Linked DNA regions of Rattus norvegicus: region 1 is linked to region 2. Evidence: chromatin contacts called from public Hi-C data. All regions are on one chromosome and are shown on one strand. Each heading gives the region's core, a stretch centred on a gene start, on an enhancer-like site or on the middle of the called end of the contact. The rest is flanking DNA. Distances are from core to core; before and after follow the strand shown.

The links. A called contact is a pair of places that touch in the nucleus more often than the background predicts.
Region 1: a Hi-C map of kidney shows a contact between it and region 2, with 2.0 times the contacts expected there. The contact joins two enhancer-like sites. A contact is called at or near these places in 3 of 12 Hi-C or Micro-C datasets (the A7r5 cell line, frontal cortex and kidney).

What each region holds. Positions count from the first base shown.
Region 1 is chr11:29,725,983-29,732,532 of GRCr8, reverse strand. It overlaps LOC103693508 (a long non-coding RNA gene), which reads right to left. Exons shown (of 9, transcript XR_010056223.1): 8 at 1-6,550. Among named protein-coding and RNA genes, the nearest start is that of Mir125b2, 3.3 kb to the left of the region's middle. Within about 2 kb of position 2,767, at least 37 of the 93 cell types and tissues checked have an H3K27ac peak or open chromatin away from gene starts, as enhancers often do.
Region 2 is chr11:29,617,674-29,624,168 of GRCr8, reverse strand. The region is part of intron 5 of LOC103693508 (a long non-coding RNA gene); the gene reads right to left. Among named protein-coding and RNA genes, the nearest start is that of Mir99a, 66 kb to the left of the region's middle. Within about 2 kb of position 4,943, at least 44 of the 93 cell types and tissues checked have an H3K27ac peak or open chromatin away from gene starts, as enhancers often do.

The DNA of each region.
Region 1 (6,550 bases), core at 1,518-4,017, 110 kb before region 2:
TTAGGAATTAGAGTTGGATTCAGTCATATATTTTTTCCTTCTAAATACTAATCAAAACACACAAATAGAAACATAAGTGATATATGAAATTTAAAATGAGCTGATTAATCATGATGACCACTTATAGATTAGAACTTACAGTAATGAGGGCTATGGAAACAAAGCAGACATGCACACTTAAGAATCATCCCATTCTAGCCAAAGAAGGAGACGAAACAGGGGTTAAAATCTGCTGCTAGCAGATTTTTACAGCACCACCCATTTCTATTACATTAAAGAAGTCTTATATGCCAGTTAATGGGACCCTAATTGATATTTCGCTTCTACTGCAATTTTTATATATCACAACTGTTAACAGTGGGCCCAGGATATACAACACTTAAAAAAAATCTCATTTAAATGTATACTATTACAGTTAAGATTAAAAAAACTTTTGTATGTCATAATTTAATACTTATTCATGTCGATTTTTCTCTTTAAATATACAAACTATTCAGACAGCAAATATTTTCATGCACACTTCATAGTTATTCAAGCAAGACTACCTAACAAGCATGTAACTTAAATTCCTGGCAACATAGTAAGAAAAAAAAAAGGATTCTTTCCTTTGAATAATTACATTATAAAGTTCACTACTTTTGAAAATACACAATCTCAATCCTGTATATGCATCAAATTCTCTCCCATCTTTTTAGCCTTGTGGTTCAGGAGCAGAATCAGTACTTTAGGAATGGTCTAGGGTTTAGTAGCACAGAAGGCAGGGTAAAACAATCACACTTAGCACGGCATAAAACTCCTGGCCACATAAGTGGAATCTGGTTCTTCTGAAGTAGTTGATCTTAAAAGGGAAAAGAGGAGGTTAGAAAGGGAGAGACAGAGACAGAGACAGAGACAGAGACAGAGACAGAGAGAGAGAGAGAGAGAGAGAGAGAGAGAGAGAGAGAATGGAACGATTTAGAGTGTTTTCCTCTAGGCAGGTGAATCATCCACTCCCAGGCAAAGCTGCAAGGAAAGCTAGGCTGAACAAAATATTTGCTAAGTGTTCCCCTCCCCCACCCTAGTACCACACCCCTTTCTAACCACCCACCCCCCTTCGCCCCTGCCCAGATCTTTACTTTGCCTTGTAAGACTTAAACATTCTGTTCCGTGATGTAATGCATCATTATATAAGATCTCTTTCTGTTTATCATTTGATTTCCCCATACTGAATCACTTATGGACCCAAATAAATAGTTTAAAAAAAAAATCCAAAAGAAACAACCAAAAACCAGCATTCACAAAAAGCAAAAAGAAAAAAGAAAAAGAGATAAAATAAAACAGTACTTATATAAAAGTCCATGCTTTTCCTTAGAACTGAATATGGCTTTACAATTTTTGACCATAGCATTCAACCAATTATTAGAATGAAAAATCTCACCCCTCCATAAATATGACATTAACATAATTATACCACCCCCATCACGGAGACCCATCTTCCTTAGGGAATACATCTGATGCTCCAAAGATGGAAATCAGTCAGATTTTAGTTGCTCTCCAACGTACCTTTGCTTCTCACTGACTGACTGGCTTTTACCCTCCACGCACTCACACGCCACCCCCTCCCCTCGGCTAGACACGGATGCCCGAGCGAGCACGCGCGCGCGCACAGGCATACAGACACGCGGAGAGTCGGGCTAGCATCTGATGCTGACTCAGAGCGCTTCTGTGTGCAAGGGGTGGCGGCGGCTGGTATTTTCACTGCGCTCATCATTAACATTAACGCACAGTCTGGCATCCACCCTCTCCCAGACCTGCTGGACTGCGGCATTTGCATGACGCTGTCACTGTAGCCTCTGCAGGTCAGATGATGGAAGGAAATGGGGAGAAAGAGAGAGAGGGAGAGAGCAAAGGAAAAAAAAAAGCCTCGAGATTCTCCTAGGAAATGCCTTCGTTTCGTTCTTATTTTTCCACCTTTGTACTTCCTCTGTGGCTGTTTCTCAGCTGTTTGACATCTTCCCGGAAGAAAATGTCTTGTGCTTCAACGAGCCAGTCGCCAGTTAGTGCTCCCCTCCCCTGCCGCTAATCCCCACCCTTTTCCTTGCTAATCAATAAGACAGATCTGCAAGAGCAGCGTGGAAACAGACTCAGGCACAGTCTCTCGGCCGGGTCCCCACCTAAGGAAGCAGCCAGGCAGGCTCACACACACGTGACACAGGAAAAAAAAAATACCAGCAGTTTCTTAACAGTCTCAGACTTTATTCTGCGGTTTCTCGGTTTCATTTTCTTTCCCTCTTTGACTGAAGGAAGGGCAAAAGAGAGAAGAGAGTCTATCTGTTTTTATGTGAAGACCCCACCCAGCATCAGACACCCATGCACCGGTAGGGCTGGGTGTGTAAAGACCAATCCTTTCTAGTCAAAAAAAAAAAACCTGGAATTTTAATCGAAGTTATAGCTTCATGTTTTTATTAGCTATGCTCTCATTTCGTAGGAATTAAAAGACAAGACTTGCCAAGATCTGACTCATCAATGTGATTTAAACTGTGTTGACAACTTGGTAGAATGAGATTGACTAACTGAATATTAGTACATTTTAATTTTAACGACTTTTAAAAATATTAATAAAGGACTGTTCGTGAATATGTACGCTGTAGAAGTGTTCTGGTTCTGCATATTAAGGACTAGACATGTAGTTCTAAGTAAAATGTGGATTCCTGTGCATCTGTACACTGTTACTAAAAGAGCTAAAACATTTGGCCATGGCTGTGCTGGTGTTTCACAACATACAAGGCACCGGTTCCTTTGTTCTTCAATAGCTCCCTGTGATGACAGTGTGGTAAACTGCTACCTTCCCTTTCTACACTAGCAGTATTTCTGAATTACTTGCCGGGCAGAACTAGCTATTGGTGACTGTACAGCATACAAAAAAAAAAAAAAAAAAAAAAAAAGGCATACAAAAGGGAAGCAAATATCACCATCCTCCAGCCAATGCTGGCTGGTGCTGCAAATATGTCAGTTTACTCTCACAGACAATCCCAGCATGCAACGCGGCACTGCAGGACCAACTAAGGTAGCAGTTTGGCAACAGATCTGTGGTAACAACAAACGCAAAGAACAACCAGCCATTCGCTGAGCTTCCAAAGAAAACATCCCACGATCCATAAAGAGATGCAAGTAAAAATCAGCTCGTACAGGCTTCTGATTTGAAAGAAAAAGGAAAAGGGAACTGGGGTGGGGTGGAATGGGTTGGGCTGGAGGGGGGGCAGCAGACCCCAAGCACAAAGACCGACTGAAAAAGAAAAGGAAAAAGAAGTGTCCACCAGTAGGAAACAGGATGTTGAGTGCATACTCTCAGGAGAAAGGAAAAAAAAAAAAGGCAGGAAGGGAAAGGATGGGAGAAGTCGAAGAAAAAAGAGATGAAATGGATACCCAGAGAAAGAAAGGCGGGAAGGAACAGAGCCATCGTGTTGTTAACCGTCACAGAGAATATGAAGTATGATTTCTGAGTCTGGAGATCGTGAATGACTCAAGCTCAGAATCGGATGAGACGTTGAAATAAAGACAGACACCCACAGGTTCGTGTAGCACACTTATTTGCCAGTGGTAGCAAGAAGCCTGCAGAATCTGTCCCGTCTTATGCCTTAGCTGATTGCCTCTCTCTCCTTGATCAACTTTATTTTGATTTTTTAACTCTCTTGCATCTGTGCATTCTTGATGCTGCCTTTGTTCCCCCAAATAGTTACCCACAACACTCTTGGTGAATTAGTGTCATGACTTTGCTATGGCTACCAGATCTAAAGGCTCAACTACTTTAATAAATGAACTGTGCTTACAGCAACTGACCACTGATATCCAACTCTGTAGACCTTGCACACAAACATCCACTTGTAGCTGTTGGGACATGATAGAGCGAAGTCCCATTCAACTTTTCCCCTTAATCTATGGCATTTCTTTCTTTACATCTAGACAAGCATACAGGGCTTGACTCCACAGAAAGCACAAACATATGAACTAAGGAGTTGAGAAGATCAAAGCAATAAGCATTGGAAGGAAAATAATTATTACTGAATGATTATGGGTTACAATGTTTCTATTCAGACATGGGTTAGCCAGTTCCAAGTGGCCAGCCTCTGTCAGGACCTCTCTTAGGGCCAATAGGAAGGCACGTTTGGCTACATCAACATTTATGTGTGAAAGAAACTGTTAAAATCCAACAGTGTGGTAACTAACATCATAGATCCAAGCTTGAGGTCCTTACTACCTTTCAGCTTCTAAGCAACTAATCCCTAGATCAGGATTTATGCAGCAACCACAGGAAAAGTATTTATATCGAAAAACTTTGACTTCGTGTCTGCGTTTAATTTGAAACATGGATCGCATGTACAATCGTGGAGTATCAATTATTTTCAAATATTATTGGAGATTTATTTTCTAACTTTTTAAAAAGTCAAAACTACTCTGATTCTATGATAAATTATTTATCAAATTAAAGGAAGTAGGGCTTTGAAATAATATAGTCTGCCTACTCTTTTCCTACAGGACAAAAATGTCTTATTTCTTCTAAAGGGTATGCAAAATTAGTGTTGTGAGAATCATACTAATTTAATGTATGAGGTTTGTAATAAGGCAGACAGATGACATTAAAATGATGCCTAATTTATATTTTGATCTAAACAATCATGGATGTATAGACACACTATATTATACACCTGCTGAATGTGTTTTGGCCATATTTACTTGTATTCTGAAATCAGCTACAACCAGGAATCTGTAATATGAATTAAAATCAAACAGAAGTCCGAGTTCATTGTCTCTGCTCCTGGGTCTACATCTCCGATGGATAGTATATGTGACTAGGAATCTACCATTTTGAACAATGTGAATTTAACGTATTTTCTAACTCTACGGAGAGCTTATTGTTCAATTCTGACTTAGTCCATCCCTCTGCAAAGGGTGACAGAGGAGTTCATCACTGGGTCCCAGTGCTTTCCTTCCGCTGTCTTTTAGGAGACACAAACTGTATTGATTTCAGGGATCTAAAATTAAAAGTACTTCTTTTTGACTGAAGAACTTTTCTTTCTTATTTTGGCTAAGGCGGTTCTATTAATTAATAGCTTTTAAAAAATATAAGATGACTTATGGAGGAAGAGTCGCACAAAACTAAGCTTCTCCCCTTCCCTACCCCCAAATAAAACAAAGATTTAAAAAAATCAGAAGACTGAAAAATCTGTTCCTTCTGTGGGCTCTGAGAACCTCAGCCATGCTTATTTGTCTAACCTTTCCAGGATGGAGAGCCATGGGCTCTCCACTGCCAAGCAACACAAATCAGAGTTCTGCTTTCCAGAAGGCATGGAGTAGTAGTGGGAGAAGCAGAAACACAGAGAGCTTTTTTTTTCCAGTCTGTATTCACATTAGAAAGGAATAGCAGAAACTGAAATGAAAAGAAAAAGGTCTCTATTTTTTTTCAGAGAAAATAATGAATAACCAAATGATAAAGAGATAAGAATTCGATGTCTGTGAATTGATGTTGGTCCGGATACGAATTTTCTATGAAATAAAACACCCGGTGTTCTTGTTTGTGTAAGTAAGATACGTCTGAGTGGGAATTAGATCCCAAATCAGATTTCAAGGAAAGTTGAAATACACTAAAATAAAAATGTATATTGAAATCATTGTAATGAAGAATAATGTTTGCTTTTAGCCAAAGGAAAATATATGATTCACTTTTCTTTAATAATTTTGCTGTTGGGGGAGAGAACAGCTTTGTTTAAATCAGACACCTGATAAGTGGGATGCCAAATGTTGGCTGATCTCTCTCTCTCTCTCTCTCTCTCTCTCTCTCTCTCTCTCTCTCTCTCCTTACCTCCCTCTTCTCTCCCCCTCCCCCTCTCCCTCTCACTATATAACTGCTATGTATCACAATTCACAAAATAACAATCACAGAGATTTCTCCTACTTTCCGAAATGATCCTGGAATGGAAGTCTCATATCCTTCTTTTATTAATTAATTTAAAATGACTTCACTGATGTAATCTTTTCTATGTATCCACATCTACTTTCCCTTTCTCTTTCAGCTTTCTTGGAAGTGAGCAACCTGTTCTTGGTTTCAACCTCCATCATATCCACAGGAGGACTGCATTAGGGTCCTACCAGTGAGACTAGTCAGACCGAGCCAGGGGAAGGCAGGACCGGGCATGAACTTGAAGGAGGTTTTAAAGCCAATGGGCTTTTGCCCTATAGTGTATTCACCCGAGAAGACAGTTCTTAAGGCTGAAGGTGGGAATCCCTCTTTCAGTTAACAAGGTAACTTATTGTAAGGTGGGGCTGCTGGAAGGACAAAGCACCAGCCTACATCAAGTCATACTCAAACATGGCAGCATACATTAGAGCAGTTATAAGTCTAGTCATACTAACAGCAAACATGTTTCTATGACATTTCTGAGCTTGCTGTCGGGACAGAGAGAAAGAATGGATCTTAGCTTTTAAAGACATGATATAAGCAGAAAGAAAATTGATAGCAAATCACTTTGGGATGAGTGGTGTATTGAGAGTTGTAATGTCAAGGCACAATCAA
Region 2 (6,495 bases), core at 3,694-6,193:
TAGAATCTCATTTTTTTTTAATTTACTCAGTCTCTCTTGTTATGTCTCCTTTTTCACTTTTGATTTTGTTAATTTTAATATCATCTAAATGAGAAGATGATAATTGGGCAGAAATTGACCTTATTTTCATATCACAGGGGAATAACATTTCAAATTAATACCTGGGTTAAAGTTACTGATAAAGTAACAAACTAACTATATTTTGTAGAGAAGATGTTCTTTTATCTACATTTTTGTAGTGGCTGAAATATTTGAAAATTAAATATGCAGTATTAAGGTACTAAAAGTAAAATCCAAGGTAGTCCAATCACTTATTAAAATAAATGTACATTTTCTAATATGATTCTCACCATGCAGTACTTTATCGGGGATAAACAGTGTTAAATTGAAGTAGCTCTTTAATATTAAGGTATTTCTATAGTGTGAACATACACTTGTTTCAAAATTTAAAATGATTTAGAATACAGAATTCAATGTATCATTAAAATTTCACCAATTGCAATATAATAATTAATTTATAGCATTACGCATTATATTATTCTTTATTTAGTGTTTTCCTTGTGGCTGCCTTTAAATTACAAATAAAAAAATCCATTATTTCTCTTCCAGTCAGAGACTCTTAAAACTTCCTTCCTCTGTCCTTAAATACAAAATCTCTGAGACTAGTGTTTAGAAAAGGAGTTCAAATCTGCCCTAATTTCCTAGATCAAAATTCTATTACAGAACTAATTATTTTGTGTTACATATAAATATTGGGTCAGTACTCTAAGATCTGATTCTCATGGCATTTTTGTATGGTTCTCAGATTTATGGATATTTAATTTTTTAAAATGTGTGCCCTAATTAGATGAGAAATTCAAATTATTATAGATTACTTGGCATTTATATGGGAAGGGGAACATCCAGCTGTGCATGTGGGCAGTAGCCAGACAATGGTGTCAACTTTCTTTCTTAGTCATCCTTTACCTTATTTTTTGACATGGAGCATCTCTTCGTTTCCAGAGATCACCAGTTGGCTAGAATAGCTGATCATAATGTATCAGGAATCAGCCTGCCTCCTCCCACACCGTGCTGAATTTATACACCTTTGCTACAAGGTTTCTATTGACGTTGTTATTGATTATTATTTTTTTTTTTTTTTTTTACCACCACAACTACATCTGCTTTGAATAAACTGAGGGCCAAATTCTCTGAGAGCTTTCTTCTTCAGAAAATGTGCTGGTCCCACTGTTTAACCAAGACTGAGTTTATGTAAATTATTGTTCCTGAGCTTTCAAAGGACCTGGAAACTATCATTCACTCAATGCTTATTTTTTGAACACCAATTTAAGATGTTAAGTTGGTTGTCTCTCTAAAATTTAATCTTGTTCAGTATAAAATATCAAGGTCAGAAGCCTCGTTATAGTTCCCTTTGAGTGAGCAACACTCGGTGCTAATTAATATATTTGGTACTCAATAAATGTTTGTCAATCAGCAGCCCTGACCTGATTTCACCAGACTGAGCTTAAACTATCCTGACTTAGGATCAAAATGAATAAGTTCCAAGCATTCCATTACTTGGTACACAGAGTTCAAATTAGCTCAAATTATTAAGATAAAACTAATAAATCTGAAATTGACTGGACTCTAAATCCAAGCTCAATTCCAGATAGATTATGATCAAGACACAGAAGAAAGTGTACTACAATAATGAAGAGGAAGGACACTCCCAACACCTGGAAGAGTTTTGGCAGCCACGATGGCAGGGTCGGATTCCATCTCAGGGATTCTATTCGAGGATGACTTCCCTCCCAAAATCCTTTCAGTCGCCTTTACAAAATCCTGGGGAAAAGAGGGTTTGGTTCTCTTCTCACTATAAATTCAAAGAAACCATTTCCTTTTTCTTGTCGTTGTTCATTTTATAGAATAGGAAAGCAAATAAGAGGGGGGAAATGGGACATAATGATAATATGTTTTGATGTCAATTCAAACAAAACATTATGCAGATGCCTCAAGTTCTCATGTTTCCTCCACTAATCTACATGTGTTCACAAACCACACACACACACACACACACACACACACACACACACACAACTCACTTGAGATGTTTTTGGCTAAAACATATACTAATTTGAGATTTTCAGATAGATATCTAAGTCAGTGTTAATTTAATAAAACATACTGAAATTTCCCTGACTACTGTCTGGATAGCAAGAAAAGTAGGTTTGTGAATGTCCCCAAACATGTTCAAAGACTACAGAATGCCATTTATTTGACTTATTGTTGTCTACTATGCATACAAGTCTCTGTCTTTCTCATGGGCTGAAATACAGAATTAGAGACAATGCTTGCCCCATGCCCAAGTATTCATCATGTGCTTAATAAGTGTTTACAATCTTTTTTATGTTGAGCAAGTTCTTCTAAGAATCATTTTGCAATTTTAAATGAATGTAAATATTACCTGGCACAGGAAGTTTTTTTTCAGAATTAAAGTTTAAATAATTGCTTTGTATACAGATATGTAGCTATGGATATGCAAACTCAGAGCTAGACTTTATGTTCAAAGAATAATTCTACCTGCATGTTACAACTAGTATATCTTGGATTGTCTATTTCTAATATTATTTCTATAGATTCTAAAAAAAGAAAAATGAAAAACCTTGCCTTGGATTCCCTGTGAAGAGGGTTCAGTGGCTTTTTTTTTTTTTAGTTCATGCATCTACTTCAGAAATAAAGAAGCTGAGTTTCCAACAGTTTGACTGACATGTTTGTGACTGACCTATAAATTTATTTATGAATTCCATTTTTAATAAGTGAGGATTCTTCCTGTTGATTCTTTAAATACTAGTGTTATTTACAGCATCCTCTACACCAAAAACACTATCTTTGGCTGCCTGGCAAGTGTTTTCCAGAGAGAGTCTGCAGGTTTCTCAGATGCTAAGCCTTCTGCTGTGTTTTGCTTTGTTCCTGTGCCCACTCCTCAAAGGCTTGCTCAAATGCAACTCCTTCTTAATGATGTCTTCTTTGGTCATCCCAGCTGGAAGCGATCTCTACCTCCTCTGATCCACTACAGCAATTATCACATTCAGCCTTGTAATTCAATATGGCTTAGTGGAAAATCATGTGTGGATGAATGCTAGGATTCAGTAGAAAGAGGCTCAGATTTTGGCTTTGCTCCTCATAGGAAAAATAGATGGACATGTCTGTCAGCTTCCACAAGTCAGAGTACAGGATTAGTTAAACAATCTTAATGAAATTTATGTTTGATCTTCCAGCAATATCGTAAGGGATTATAAAAACCAGACAGATACATTTGGAATAGATATGTCATCCAATTATCAATTTTGTATGAAAAGGCTTCAATATACTGTCTCTTGAATTATCCTTTTCTTAAATTTGAGAGCCACATACACATTTATGTGTTTATATACATAGACCTATGCCTCAAACAACATTCATATGCTTCAAACATGATCCACAGATACCATTGTGCTGGGCTTTGTATTCCATTGCGTCATCATACTTCTATATCCCATACTACTGTAATAGTACTGTAAAATGGTGGAGCGCCGAGTGAATGAACACATGATAGGAAAGCATCGGATTGATTATTATCCTCATTGAAAATTTTACTGCCAAGGTGACGACGTTAGAGATACTCAGTAACAGCTCAGCACTATTTCAATAGAATAAGCTATTTCTATCATGGTAATCCATCTAAAAATGAAGAGGAGTGTGCTCTCTAGGCAAGATCAATTTATATCTTTTCATCAAGAAATACACATTTGACTAATTACTGGGCTGTCTATGAATCTGTATCAAATAAGATTAAGATTTTACTAAAATGTTTATAATCAACATAAATATATCTGGACCCTCTGCAAAAATTGTTCAATCAACACGAGAGCATGTGATTCTCACTATGAGGCACATTGTCTGACTGTTTATCTGTCTGTCTGTCTGTGTTTCGGCTCGATAATCATGACCCTGCCATACACAAAGCCATCTAATAACTGTGGAAGAATTACAAATGTCTGCCACATGGGCTACTGCTATGCATATGGAAATGCTCAGCCCTATAACTGGGAAGCAGTACAATCAACATAAGCAGATTCATGCTTTTATTTTATTTTATTTTATTTATTTTTTAAAGTGTATATGCTCAACGATTCCTTTGTTTTGTGACAAGTGCAATGTGAGGACCCTTGAAACCCTCATTTATCATTGCTCCTTCTCGCACCCCTCTTTCTTTTCTGGTGATTTTTTTAAAGGCTTATGATCTCGACTGGATAAGAAGACATTTGAGGTCGAGAGCTGTGGAGGTTCAGGGTGGGAGGGAGACGGCTATTTTGAACCTTCTGACGGTGAGGTTTCGTTCACTAAGGAGCTCTCTGTGGGTTTCTGGCATTGTAAGTGTTTTGTCTGCTTGCAAGTGAGCAGCTGATGGACGGGGAAAGTGTTCATTGATTTGTAGTGCCTGCACTGCAGCCAACCAGCACTAGAATGAGGAGGCAGCATCATGAATCTCTCAACTATGCATATTTATATGCAGCTGCTGAACTTCTAAACCTCCTGTGAATACAAAGTACTTGTGTGGCCACCAGTTCGCACAATGCCGTCCTGCTGCATGTTCTGATATAACTACTGTACAGGAGAATGGATGTGGGAGAGAGGCTTTGTGGGATACAGAAAGGAGAGGTAAGGGTGGTGGGGGAAAACGAGCCTTGTACAATGTCTCCTTCTTAGATAGCCACGGAAATGAAGTGCGTGTGGGAACAAGCAGGATACATTCTAATAAATGCTCTCCTAGCCTGAATCTCGAGGTCCACAATTGATTAATGGAAACAAAATCCTTTAAAGATTGATGTTTTCTGTGAGCTAAGCTTTGAGACTCCCTGATGATGATGTGGTTAAAATATGCTGGCACCATTGAAATCATCACAGCGATGAGCTGTGCGCATGAGAAAGTACCTCCCCTGAGTAAATCACAGCTTCGCATTGGGAGAGATGGATGAGACAGTATAAAGGGAGGGAGGGGTAAGGGGAGGAAGATATAAAGAGTCATTAATTTTATTGGGAAAAATTAAGTAAAGTGAAATGTAGGAGGATGTTAAGAAAAAAATAGATAAAGGAGCATACATTTGTGAATGAGGATGTAGTGGGAGGGGTAGGAACAAGGCAGAAAAGGGACAGCGGAAGTTGGAAGACCTGAAAATTCAGAAAATATGAAGGACTGTAAATAGGAGAGAGACAATAGGGAAAGGAAACAGACAAGCAAAAACTGTCATCGGTACAGGACACTTCTTTTCCACAGGACACATTCTTTACCTAGGAAAGATGCATTTTATATAATGCAGAATAAGTCACAGATTTTTATAAAGGTGACTAAATTTAATAAGACTAAAGTTTGCAAGCAGAATAAATCTGTAAATTTGGAGATTCTTATTCCCAATGATTAAAATGTATTTTCTAGGTTTTTAAAGGCATTTAATTAAAGATAAGAGAATTGGGTTGGGGAATGTTTGCAAAATTAAAAATCATATTGAAATATCATCTGTTGTGAAATTATATCCATTTGGAAAGTTCTGAAGACCAAACTCAGGCCAATGTTGTCAACCACAAGAATACCATGGGTCCTCCAAGGAGAGCTCATTTTGCCATGACATTAGGGCCTGTCTGCAGCTGAAGTTTTATCAAAGAATCATAGAAGGAAAAATCAAATTCAATGGCTAGGTAAAGTTTCACTCCATTATCAAAAGCAAGCTTTCTAGGTTTCTTCATAGAGTTATGGCATTCATTCGGACCAAAGTGCAGCTGCTCTTTTGACCATAACATAAAATGGCCTGCTTCCAAGTCCTTCTCTCCGAGGTTTAAGGAAAGTTGTCAAGCCTTAACTCCCAAAGGCTTAGGAAAATGGATGGATTTTGAATGTTAAAAGGCCAGAACATATTCAGGATTAGTATTCGATTACAGCATGTCCAGATTTTTAAAACAATATCCAAAACCTCAAATTTATTAATAATTAATATCTTCTGGTACACATAGGCACACACACATAAACACACACCCATACACACATACACACACACACACACACACACACACACACACACACACACACACACACAAGCTTACCCTACAGTTTAGTGATGTTGAACTCTCTCCAAGAAATGTTCTCCCCCTAGTGGTGAGTCAGCACAAAGTGCCGTCTCTAATTGTAAGCCTAATTTCTCGGTATTTATTTACCAGAGTTGGTGCTAAGTGTATAAAACATAACGGGAATTTTACTTTTCTCGTTGAAAAAACTAGGAAAGCAATATTCTTGTTATTTTGTCTTTTTTTTCCGGAGCTGAGGAACGAGCCCAGGGCTTTGCACTTGCTAGGCAAGCACTCTACCACTGAGCTAAATCCCCAACCCCAGAAAGCAATATTCTTGATTTTAGCAGAATATTTTTCTTTTTTAAAATTTAAATTATTTAACCTTTAGCAGAGTTATGTAACTATTATAAACTC